Linked DNA regions of Hordeum vulgare: regions 1 and 2 are each linked to region 3. The links are chromatin contacts, called in public Hi-C maps. All regions are on one chromosome and are shown on one strand. Each heading gives the region's core, a stretch centred on a gene start, on an enhancer-like site or on the middle of the called end of the contact. The rest is flanking DNA. Distances are from core to core; before and after follow the strand shown.

Region 1 (4,593 bases), core at 394-2,893, 270 kb after region 3:
AACAGTTACCACAGAACTAGTCGTGCATGCATGTTAATCAAAGGGTGCATGCGTGAATCCTCGGTAACATTTTTTTTTCTCGTACGTACGTCAGTACGTGTTTGCTTTCTTCATTTCTGTTATGATTTTGGAAGACAAATAATGATCATAACTAAGATATGAATCGGTACTGTTGGGTTGTTTGGGCCAGATAGGGCAATCGATGGCCAAGATTTTTCTTAGCCCGTGAAAGCAAGCCATCGATGTCGACACAACCCACCATGTGAAGGTGCACCAGCCAGCGCCGAGCATAAATTTCCTTCTCCAAGTGAACAAAAAGAGATGGAATTAAAAAACCATCACACAGCCACACTAGCGTTTGTTCGGGCCGACTAGGGCAATAAAATCAATACTAACGATTTTCAGGCCAGAAAAGCTAGCCATCTAGCCATCGATATCGATGTCGACACATCCCACCAATGCAATGCAACCACCCGAGATGGATCGAGCTAGCTTAGACCGATAGATTACCCATGCTGCAGGGCAATTGGTCGACGTACGCACGCAAGATGATGGACGTCCATTTCTACACCACTAGCTTAGTATATGTCGCGCATATCTTCTTTTTCTTGGGCTGATGGCGGATGGGTGTTTCGTGTACGCCTACCTAGCTAGCAAGACGGGTGTTAGGGCGGTGCTTAAAGCGAAAGCGATCGATATGATGCCGACCGGTGTGCACTGCACCAATGGAAACGGAGGGGAAAGTAGATGGAATTTCTCCTCCCTTCCTGCCGCGTGGTAGCTGCACTTTCTCCGCCATATCGATGGACAAGAACGAGCAACACTTCACACAGTTCTACCCGGTCGACTGGGATACTGTTGGCGGACAAGCCAGCGGCGGAGAATTGTTCATGATCCGAGTGTGTTGTGGATCATAGATTAATTCGTAGCACATGCATGGTGAATCGATCTACCCTTGACCAGAGTGAGTAGACTTGGTCATGTCGAAATATCAAGTGACCCAGAACCAGGAGATCAATCAAACTGGAACAAGGGGGGCTAGGGTGGGGCCCGTACGTAGAAAGCGACGACGACGCCGGCGGTATAGTCGCCGGGCAGCTTAATGGAAGCGCCGAAGAAGCCATGGCGGTAGGCCGACTTTGACACGAACCCAGACCCTGCACCGTCAGTCATGCATGCTCCATCAGTACGTATGAATGATTTCCGGGTTCTCGATCGATCGGGCGATCAAATAACTGTCGAAAACCAAATTGATTTTGATCGCGATCGGGCGCGTAAACAGTTATCGGAAATACGTACTGTTCCATTGATTGAATTATTACTTACCGGTGTATCGGTCCAGCTTGAGCGTGACGCTCCGGCCGTCCGCCGACCGGACGAGGTTGTCGCCGCCGAAGAGAGGCGCGTACCCGGCGTCGAACGGCACCGGCGACGTGTCCAGCGCCGCGGCGGCGGCCGCGGCGAAGACCGCGAGAGCAGCCATGAGAAGAGCGCTGGCTGCTGCCATGGCAGCTCGATCGACGGAGCTCGATCCTGCTCGCGGGAGGCAGCCGCTGCTCTATCCTCTATGTGTGTTATGAATGTATTTCTGTCTCCGTGTGCTGCGCGCGCCAATATATATGCATGTCATCTTATGTTTCCTTTGTCGAGACGATGCGATTGGGTTCTGTTCCTTTTTGGCGGAGCCGCCAGCGGGGCTTAGCTAGCTAAGCTACGCCGACTTGTGGGCCCGGAGTATTACTACATCTCTATCGTTCTTTTTCCAAACGAAAAATAATACTAGTTATATTCTTTTACGTCTAATAATAGTTATATTTGACCAAACGAAAATGCACTAACTCTCATACGTACATCTCTGTCGTTCTTTTCCCCCAAAATTCATGTGACATCTATCCCGTAGTGAGTAAAAGCGGACAGCCTAATCTAGAGGATTCATTTGACGGCAAATGAATGGTCCAATCACTATTTGGAAAAGGCTTATAAGTGGGCTCGCCTTAGGCTGATTGTAATGGGGAGTATCATATAGTAGTATCATGCATATAATACTAGTGTATGATACTACACCCGTAATGCATAGTATCATATGTTAGTATCATAGGATCTATCATTTATTGTTATGCATGACACATAATAGCACACCATTTAATATGATACTCAACCCTCTCTTTCTTCATTTAGTTCTATGACACCTCATCAAAATTGCCTAGTTGACACCTATGATACTACCATTACGATCAACCTTAGTGATGGCACAATATATTGCCACTGATAATCTAACAAATTACCAATGTCCGACGAAAATCCCACCTGTCACTGTTATCTTTTTATCAGTGACGGACATTAGTTTACGCCTGCCATTAGTAACAGTTGTCTAAATTTATCGTGGGACAATTGATTACTACCGGCGGGTACAAAACCGTGCATTTCACTTCTACTTGAGTTATGTGGACATCAAAACAGTGTCGCGGTGATGGCTTCATCCTCTCGCCCGTCGCGTGCCTCCGGTCCTTCCTCTTGACCGACTCCTTTGTCCGATGTTCGGGCGTCAGCACCTTCTTCGGCTTCGGCGCGGCGGCCTTCCGGGAGGCACGAGGCTTGTCTTTGTCGGACGAGGCGAGGCCGACGGCGGCGTCGAGGTCGAGGTCGTCGTCCATGGCGGGTGTGGGGTGGGAGCGCGTGCGGGCGGGAGGGTTTTGGAAGGAAATGGTGGTGGATGCCACCGACTGACGGGCCCGGGGAGAGAAGTAGGCGCACGCGCGTCCGTCTCGTGTCCGCGCCGATGCAAATTTGGCTCAAAATTAAACTGGAAATGGGTCGTCAGACGGATGCCAAGCGGATGCGCGTCCGTTTGGATCGGCGCGTTGGGTCGACTTTGTGTCTGCGCCGACCCAAACAGGCGACGACGGATGAAATGGATCGTTCCACTGAAGTTGCTTTAAGAACACACCTCGTTGTTGATGAGCTTTTAGCGTGCTCAATATTCATACAATGACGTGGACAGATAATTTCGTACACTAATAAATCACATAGAATGAATGAGTTTTTTTTTACATTTTTGGCGTGAGAGAGGAAAAGACTGAGTGACACGTCACTATATACTTTGAGTTATTTATGCGCTGGTCTGACACGTCCCTATATACTTGGAAACAAGGATGTGACATGCATGACGTACGATCCTAAAATGCCACAACATTGCTCTTCTCCGCACCAGCCTCCACCGCTCGAAACTTCAGTGGCGGCATCTGCATTCGCTGCTTACAATATCTACCCGTCAATTAATTTAGTGCCGATGGATCATCAGTCAGTCATCCATGGTGGCGCCATGGCACGAGCACCAGGCCGTGCCCCGCGACGGCGACGGGAACGCATCAGACCGGGAGTGGATTGGTTGCGTAGGAAACTAAACCAAAAGCAGTGGCTGATGGCGAGACGTGATGATCAGACGGGATGGACGTGAACAGACCACCAACCAAAGTGCTTGCATCTCCGGCGCGTAGCTCGCTTGGATTGCGGGCGGCCTACAATATCCATTTTCGTACCGGCCTGCCTGTCTGCCGAGCAGAGCCAGTTAAAGAGACGGAGGAAACCGGACCAAAAAATATGTGTCCGTCGACCGACCGATAAGAATGTCAGCTGTACCTGGCGTCTTCTTCCTCCTCCTCCCGCGGTCCTACGCTAGCTACGCGCCCTGATTGCTGATCGACCCTCCTAGCGAACGAAAGCTGTGTGTATTTGTCGACCTCCCTTGATATAACCGGCCGTGGCAACGGATCCACATGTGTAGTGGGTGAAGGCAGGGCATTCGCCTGTTTATATCATCGTCATCCACTTTGGCTTCACTGTTGTGTATATGTGGCCATTCTGGCATGTAGATGTGTAGATATGCTGGCTGTTTGCGTCATCCAGACGGTCCTTATTTTTGCGGGTGAATAATATATTACTTCCTCCGTTCCAAAATTCTTGTCTTAGATTTATTTAAATATGAATGTATTCATATTTTAATAGTTTGATACATCCGTTTTTGAACAATGCTAAGACAAAAGATTTAAGAAGGAGGGAGTACTCAACTCAAGAAGTTCATGCAATTAATCGTAACGAGCTCCATAGCAGCCCTAGGACCCGAAACAATCAAAATCATGGTTCTGCATTCTAAACGAGCAAAATATCACTCAACTCAAGAAGTTCAACAGATTAATCATGGACGACACAAGTGGTGACGCGAGCGACTCTAACGACACGAGATGGCGGGTCTCCTTCGCCGTCGATCTCGAGGCGCGACGGCTGACGTTTGTCGACGGCGTGCTCCTTCTCCACCGCGACGCGCTCCGGCTGGTTCTGCTGGATGAGCAGGGGGTCACGGTTGAGCTCGCTGTCTCCGGGCTGCAGAAACCCTAGACATTGAAGATATGGTGGCATTTCCCTGTCACTTCGCGATGATTCGTGATCGGTTGCCGGCGGCGAGCCTTGCTCCAGCGAGGAACCAGGCAGTCGGTGACTACGGGACGGTGACGCACGAGGGGCGCGCAGGGGTCAAGAGGGCGATCCGCGGTGGACCGAGGCGGGACCCACCATCACGACTCAGGTAGCAATGGC
Region 2 (3,936 bases), core at 110-2,609, 420 kb after region 3:
GAGCTTCACACCCAGGATGCTGCGATGCCACCGCATGAGTGGAGTGGAGCTGAGGGGAGTAATTTTTTTTGCCGAGCATCGCAGGCAGGTGTATTCTGTTTTTGTCCCAGTTTTTAGTAAGTTGGTTTTGGTCGGTGAGAATCTGGTGACGGCCTACTCTGGTTGTTAACTTGTCCTGCCGGTGCCGGAGATGCTTCCACGGTCTTCTCATCCGATGCCGATCAAACGGGGCACAAAATGGCACGCGGCCGAAAGAGGGGGAGGAGCCCACGAGGCCACGAACCGAGCCGGCTGGCGGTTGGAGGTCTGGCCGTTGACGCAGCAACAAAGAAAGGAACAACACTAGTTTTATTTTTTTTTCTCTTAAAGAAAATACAAGGGGAGAGGAACAGCACGAGGGATCGGATGGCGCCTAACCCCCAACCGCGCAACCGGCCATGAAGCATCAGCCGCAAGCCCGTCGATCGCGGCCGTCCGCCCGGGACACGTTTCGGCATCCGGAGGCCCGGGGCGGTTGGGTCGGCCAAGTGGCGTCCGTTCCGTGGCATTAATCACGACGCAACAGAACGCAACGGAGCGGCGGGCGAGGACGACGTGACGCGGGGGTGCGATGACGGGATTGCCCCTCTCCTCTCTGGCTCTCTGGATGGATGGAGTAATGGTTGTGGGTGGTGAGGTGTGGTGGTTGCACTGTTCCAGGTGGTGCCGTGAGCCCAACAGCAGAGCCAAAGCCACAGCCACAGACCCTATGGGAATAGGATACCCATCATATATGCTCGCGCCCGTCCTTTCCCGGGGGTTGGGTTGGGCTGGCTCTCCGTGGCCAGGGAGGGGGTTGGTTCGGGACCAGCCACCTACCGTGGAAACCATCCACCGCTCCTACACCTACGATTATCATCATCCCTAAAATCACTTTTTTCAATCAAAACCACCAAAAGGTCAGTACTACTGCTTACAATGGTGAAAAAAAAAATGCATGGAAGTACTCTGCACAGCGGTCTGACACGGGCGGGCGCGACATGAGGCGACGACACGGCGGATTGATGACAAGTCGACGGAAAGGAAAAAAAAGAGAGGCGGAATTTACCAGTGTGATTTCGCGAGCACCTTTCCCTCCGGCCAACTGTCCGTCCCAGGTGGCGGTGGTAGGATAGTAAATGTCACATGCAGGTGAGGTGAGGTGAGCAACTAACCCCACCTCCCCTCCTCCCCCGTGTCACGCAGGCGGGAGGAGAAGGAAAAGTCCCACCAGAAAGAAAATAAAGACAATGGATGGGTATGGGCGAGGAGAAGGAGTGGAGGCCGGAGGCCCAGGGGCAGAACGGGGAGAGAGAGAGAGAGAGAGGGACGCGGTTCCGTTAGCGTCAGTTCCGGTGGAACCAACCAACCCAACGCCAACGCCGCTCCCATGGCATGACCTCGTCGCCTCCCTCTCCTCCAACTCCAACTCCAACTCCAACCCGACGCAAAAAAGAAAGGAAAGCGAAAATAAAGGAAGGGAGGGAGGGAGAAAAGCGTGGGCGACGGGTACAAGTGGGGCTCTCTCGTCTCCCTTCTCCGCGGTTTCCCCATATCACCCTCCCCACCTCCCCCCGCCCCTCCCCCACAGCCAGAGACCCGTTCCGTCCCGTCCCGTTCCCTTCCTCTTCCGGCGACCCGCTCCCCCGCCGGCAGCCCCCGCCGTGGGCCCCCCATTGCTGGCTGGCCCTCAATTGCTTGCGCCAGCTCCCCCGCCCCCGCCTGCCTAGCGCGGGAAAATAACCGACGGGAGGAGCGAGGGCCGCGCCGCGCCTCGCCTTGGCCCGGGAGGGATCCCCCACCGCCGCCCGCTCGCCCGCTCGCTCGTCAGGAGGGGAATGCGGGACCCGCGCCGCCGGGGAATTGTCTAGACGGGCCTCCGCGACCGCGCCCCGCCCCGCCGGAGTCATGGTGAGTCGCGAGATCTGCCGCCTCCCTCTGCAATTTCCGCTTCCGTCGCTCCCTCTTCCTTCGCGCCTTTTCTCCGTCCACTTCCGCCGCTGCTTTAATTAATGCGTGTTCGTGCCCGGTTACTGTTCGATTCCTCTCGTCTAGGCCTAGTATTCGAATTATCGCGTGGTTTTCCCGGTAGTAAATTCCGCCCCCCTCTCGCCGAGCAATTCATAGGTTCCGCCGCGAACCACGCCAATTGGGAGAATTGTTCCCAATTACTACCACTCTGGAATCCGCATCCGTCGTCGAATTGCTACTCGTGTGCCCTCTGTTTCCGCGTTCTCCGTGAATTCCGAGGCCGTCAATGTTGGAAAACCAGGAGGAACTAATTTTGTATGCCATCTCTTTGTTTTTTGGATTTGCTCATAGGTATCATCATCACTGCATGAGCTGTATTAATCTCGCCCCGTTAAGATTAGTATAGTGTAGATAGATTCGCTGCGTGAGAAGTCAAACACACCACCAGCTGCGCTTCTACCCCTATTTATTTTTCTTCCTTTTCCCCTATCCTTTGGGCTAATTACGATGCTCGTGCTAAATCACCACTACTAGTAGTACTCCAAGCCAAGTTAAGGCTGTCCTATTCCTTGCCGTGTGGGGTTGCATTCCATTGTTCGGCAACAAGGCAATGGCGGCATCTTCCTCCCTTTTTCCACAAGTTTCTACTCCAATGGCCGTGCCGCATGTGCGTAATTCTCCCTTTGACCAGGTCTACGAATTGCCCCTTTTCCTCCTCCTTTCTTCCCGCCGATTTTTCTACAGTATGTAGAACCTCTCTCCAATCAGTCAAACAACCGTTGTGGTTGCAGTTTAATGGCGTGGATTCGAAATTTATGGATTCCATCTTATTAAAAGGACAGCTATTCTTCTTAAAGCAGCGAGGGTTTCTACGAATTGCTACGAGTAGTACGAGATACAGTAGGGATTTTGATACTACCTCGAATATAGAACGGCTCTGGATGGATAAATTCAGTGGCAGACTGATTGCGACGGATGGTCGTGGCAGGGAAGCATACGCGTGGAGGGATATCAATGTGCCGTGTTTGATTCCATGACTATTGCTTTCTTGACTTGGCTGGGAGTTGCCGCTCTTTCGGTTCCACCTATGACCAATTCGTGGCATCCAAACTATTGGTGCTAATTGACCCTGCTGTCTTTGTTGGTCAATGCCGGCTTTCAAATTATAAAATTGCAATGCTGCATGTGCTTGTTCACTCCCTGATGTATCTAGCTATGTCATCATAGGTGGAGGGAAGGAACTGTCTCCCTGCAGAGGTCAGGAATGGGCTCGAGACACTGAAGAAGAGGAGACTTGAGAGGATGCGTTTGAGTGCTCAGAAAGACGAAGGTGACAATCCTGCCATGGCTGCGAGGAGCGGCGGGGATTCACTGCGGACTCCAGCAAACTGTGGGGTCAGATTGCATGCCAACAATGTTACTGAAGGTTTACCTAGCACTAGCAGTGCCCAGAACAATAATCCATTCGCAAAGCGCAAGGTGGACAAGTTCAATATGTCTAACCTAGAGTGGATAGACAACATACCAGAGTGCCCTGTGTATTGTCCCACCAAGGAGGAATTCGAGGATCCCGTTGCGTATATACAGAAAATTTCCCCGGTGGCTTCAAAATACGGTACACCTTCCTTTTACCTCAAACCCATTTTTCTTGCCAGTGTATTACCGAATGGATGAATAAATAATGACCATGTCATCTTTGTCTCCAGGCATTTGCAAAATTGTGGCTCCTGTAAGCGCTTCTGTGCCTGCTGGTGTCGTGCTGATGAAGGAACAACCTGGTTTTAAGTTCATGACTAGAGTTCAGCCGCTTCGTCTTGCTGAATGGGCTGAAGATGATACGGTCACTTTCTTTATGAGTGGACGGTGCGCTACTCTCTGTCTATTTCAGTACCTATTTAGTTAGCCTTCCAAGTGTCATCACATTTTTCACGACTCTGCAGAAAGTAC
Region 3 (4,284 bases), core at 1,078-3,577:
GCAATTTTCAGATATGGTTTGTGCCATTCAGATGGAGGCAGTCCATTTTCCAAAATTGAGAACGTCATGAACAAGCGTCATGTTGCAAATGCCCCAAAAAACCGGACTTCAGTACCAACAGAATTGACGCATTGCCATTGGATACACAGACAGAATGAGCATGAACTGAAAAACTGAATATCACACAGAATGAGCATGAAATACACAGAATGAGCATGAACTACGCATTGAATTATTCAGTAAGTTGATGCATTAACTAATCCAGCAATAACCTAGATTTACCACCATGTCCTCAGAAGAACTGGAACATAATAAAGTAAGCAAAGCCAAAAAAAAAAGATAGCCTGTCCAAACCAAAAGAATGTGTTGCTTGGTTGGTGTCAGGGAGCGACAACCACACTACAGTATCCCATCAACGTAAACACCCCTTCGATCCATGCTGCTTACTCCTCCTCGTCGTCGTCATCGTGGAACCGGAGATGCTTCCCCTCCGGTACCGGCAGCCCCCTCAGCAGCGCGCCGTGCTCCGCCGCCGCGTTCTCCACCTCCTTCGTCTCCACGATCTCGTCGTCGCTGTTGTAGACGAACCGGGTGTGCCTGCCCTCGAACGCCGGCAGCCCAACCTTCTTCTTCTCCTCCGCCTCGAGCACCGACATCTTGCACATCCCTTCGCACAGATCATCAAAGCACTCGCTATCATCATCGTCGTCTTCCCAGTCTTCCTCCTCCGTGTAGTACCCTTCTTCCAGCTCCTCCTCGGTATTGTACTCTTCTTTCAGCTCTCCCACGGCGTCAGCACCCGTCTCCTCCTCCTTCTCCGAGCTGACATTCACCTGGATGGACCAAACCGACGAGCTATCGTCGTCAGCTGACCTGTCGCTGCTGCTCACGTGGAATGTCAGGGATGATCCATTGGTGGACTGGTCCGATTTCCCTGGGGAGTCGTCGAACACCAGTGCACGGTTGGGCGGGGGATCAGCAATGGCCTGCACAAAAACAGCAGTGGCAACTCAGCCCAGATGCAACAATAAAGCTGACGGCACAAAAAAGAGGCATCGACATTCACAGCAGGCCAGATGCTGCAAATTGTGCAGACTAACGAAGCAAGAGTCTGCATCAAAATTTATGGAGTACTGTAGGAAAACTATAAACATCTTTGGTCTGCCTATCGTTAAGGGTACCATGTACTACCAGACTATGCTACTCAGAATTACTCTGTAAAATTAACCACTGTATTGACTTTAGTTAACGCAGCAAGAATTAACAAATTTCTGTAAAATTTCAATGGTTATCGCAGCCGAGTAAAACACAACGGAATCAGGCTATGCAAACACATTGTTAATTTTACAGAAACAGAAGCGCTATATTAGCGCAGCTCAACAAGTGACGATCAATACAGTACAATGCAAGGTTTGATCTTTGAGTTGTTGCACAGAGATAGCTAAACATAAGAAGCAAAGCAGAAATTGACAAAATCGATCTTTGAGTTGTTCACGGAGTTAAGGAGATCGGTACCTGCAGCTTAGGAATCAGTTCCTCCTGCTCCAGGACGCAGGGCAGCACGGCCCGGCCATCAGGCAGCGCGGACTCCACACGGCCGGCGGAATCGGCCCAGAGCTGCGGCGTGTTGAACGGGGTGGGCGCGAGGAGCTGTGCCGGCGACCTGGTGACGCCGAGCAGCGCGTGGATGCGGACTGGCCTGATGACGGCGGCGGCGGCAGCGCCCTCCTCGTCCACCTTCTGCAGCAGCGTCTTGACCTGGCCGCGCAGAAGCGCCTCGCCGGAGCCGGGCGTGCAGCGTGGCCTGGGGCGGTTCTTGGCGCCGGCGGTGGAGGCCTGTGGCGTCCTGTCGGCGGCGTGAACGAGGCCGCCCGCGGCGAGGCCGACGATGGGGGAGTCATTGGTGATGTCGTGCAGCGCGGCGCGCGGAGCGTCCCCTCCTCCCTTGGCGGCGGCCTTCTTGGATCTGCTGCAGGTCAGGTCCGCGGCGGCGGCGGCGCTCTTCTCTGCAGGGGGAGAATCGAATCCAAGAACTGCGGTCAGCGCAGGGATTTCCGAGTAGAAGCATCGCGACGGGATCCAGAAGCGATCTGGGAGGGAGCGAGGGAATTGCGGTCGATCAAGGGGGGAGGGGGGAGGAACTCACGGGCGGATGCGGCGGCGAGCGAGCGGGTGATCCTCCTGGAGGAGAGCGGCGTCTCCATCGTCGCTGGCGGGTTCTTGCGCGCGGAGACGACGAGACGGGGTCGTGCTTCACGTACGTCGCGGAGGCCGAGGAGCGCGAGGAGAGGAGAGGAGAGGATGGCGGCAGCGGCAGCAATCGGGGGATGGGGGAGGAGAGAGAGGGGAGGCGGCTTTAAAGGATTTGAACAACGCTCGGAGCCGGGGCTGGAGGAGAGTACAACGGTAACATGACCGTTGTCTCACGCGTCCGGAGAGAACGCGACTATAGTAGCCGTTGGTTTTGCCGTTGAAGAAGTCGCACGCGCGCTACGTGGGCCTGTAACCTACTAGAGGCCCAGCTCGTACGTTTCATCTACGGACGGATGTGCTTGTTCGGATGTTGTTTATGCTTACGTGTGGGCCACGTTGGACGTATGGTTCCACATAAGCTGTCAGAGGTGGGGGCTAGACGTCCGGACCGTGTTTTGTCATCTAATTCAGTTATGTATCTGTTTCTTAGCCATTTCGAACGCCTTTAAGTAAACAGAGGATGAGAGAAAGTTTTACGAGTGTGCGGACCGCTCTCGCGCGCATCTAACAACCCTACCCACCCAAACGCCTCTCCTTCGTGTGCGCCCTTTCCCGTTCGAAGTGGCCAGCACCGCTCTAAAGCGTTAGGGCCGCATTCATGCCGGCACAAAACGGACATGACCACTTGCTAGAGCCGGTATTGAAGCATTCCGCCGGCCGATAGCATTGCCCTCATCACTTCCCGATGCACATGCATGTTGTCTGCGTTCAAACAATAACCCCGGTCGTGCGCCTTCCTTCATTAATCATGTGTGGTTGCTGAGGACCTTACTCCGATGACACCCGTTCATCTGTGTGCCCGCCATCATTAACCACCTCGTCGGTTGTACTAGCATTCGCCCGCTATTTAAACGACATGCCCGACAACACTAGTATCTAGCTTCCTCCGCCCCTATCTCCTCTCGACACCACGCCCATTATGGCTTCCTAAGCTCCAAAGCTCTCTGGGACAACCTCTCGTCCGGACAAAAGAAAGAGATCATGGCCAATGCTATCGGCTAGTAGGCCGGTAGAAGAACATGGCTCCGAAGGCAGCGCATTGATACGTCCATTTTGCATCATGTTTTGCTATTCTTATTTATAGTGTTTTATGCATTATACCACTTTATGGAGTAATTTTAATGCTTTTTTCTCATAATATGCAATGTTTACACCAAGAGGGAGAATGCTGGCAGATGGAATTATGGACCTGGAAAAGCTACAACAGATATACCTATTCCGCATATCTCCAAATGGTTTGAAACTTCACGAGGATTTTTATGGAATTAATAAGAAAATATTGGAGGAAAGAAGTACCAGAGGAGGGCTGGCAGGTGGCCAATAGACACCAGGGCGTGCCAGCCCCCCTGGCGTGGCCTGGTGGGTAGTGGGCCACCCAACCCACTTCTCGCGACCTTCTTCTAGTATATATTCTCTTTTGACCTAAAAAATAAGGAGAGGACTTTCGGGACGGAGCGTCGCCGTCTCGAGGCAGAACTTGGGCAGGAGAACTTTTGCCCTCCGGCGGAGCGGTTCCGTCGGGGGAACTTCCCTCCTGGAGGAGGAAATCGAGGCCATCGTCATCACCAACAACCCTCTCATCTTGGGGGGGGGGGCAATCTTCATCAACATATTTAACAACATCATCTCCTCTCAAAACCTTAGTTCATCTCTTGTGCTCAATCTTGTACCGGAACCTCAGATTTGTACCTGGGGGGGGTGACTAGTAGTGTTGATTACATCTTGTAATTGATGCTTTATGGTTTATTTGGTGGAAGATCATATGTTCAGATCCAATATGCTATTTAATACCTCTCTGATCATGAGGTTGTTTATCACTTGTAAGTAGTTACTTTTGTTCTTGAGGCCACAGGAGAAGTCATGTTGCAAGTAATCGTGTGAACGTGATATCCGTTCGATATTTTGATGATATGAATGTTGTGATTCCCTTAATGGTGTTATGTAAACGTCGACTACATAACACTTCACCATCTTTGGGCATAAGGGAATGCATTGTGGAGTAGTTATTAGATGGTGGGTTGCGAGAGTGAC

The links. A called contact is a pair of places that touch in the nucleus more often than the background predicts.
Region 1: a contact with region 3 is called in a Hi-C map of leaf, with 2.4 times the contacts expected there. The contact joins the promoter of LOC123436594 here to the promoter of LOC123436610 in region 3. A contact is called at or near these places in 2 of 6 Hi-C or Micro-C datasets (both in leaf).
Region 2: a contact with region 3 is called in a Hi-C map of seedling, with 3 times the contacts expected there. The contact joins the promoter of LOC123436567 here to the promoter of LOC123436610 in region 3. A contact is called at or near these places in 2 of 6 Hi-C or Micro-C datasets (leaf and seedling).

The regions. Positions count from the first base shown.
Region 1 is chr1H:358,401,734-358,406,326 of MorexV3_pseudomolecules_assembly, reverse strand. It overlaps LOC123436594 (probable xyloglucan endotransglucosylase/hydrolase protein 28), which reads right to left and starts at 1,643. Exons shown (of 3, transcript XM_045115641.1): 1 at 1,327-1,643; 2 at 1,057-1,157. The coding sequence starts at 1,507.
Region 2 is chr1H:358,251,491-358,255,426 of MorexV3_pseudomolecules_assembly, reverse strand. It overlaps LOC123436567 (lysine-specific demethylase JMJ706-like), which reads left to right and starts at 1,359. Exons shown (of 11, transcript XM_045115640.1): 1 at 1,359-1,929; 2 at 3,217-3,604; 3 at 3,696-3,852; 4 at 3,930-3,936. The coding sequence starts at 1,927. It overlaps LOC123436583 (a long non-coding RNA gene), which reads right to left and starts at 1,336. Exons shown (of 2, transcript XR_006627804.1): 1 at 1,088-1,336; 2 at 1-912.
Region 3 is chr1H:358,673,388-358,677,671 of MorexV3_pseudomolecules_assembly, reverse strand. LOC123436610 reads right to left here and starts at 2,327. Exons shown (of 3, transcript XM_045115642.1): 1 at 2,147-2,327; 2 at 1,516-2,006; 3 at 211-986. The coding sequence starts at 2,204. The coding sequence ends at 444.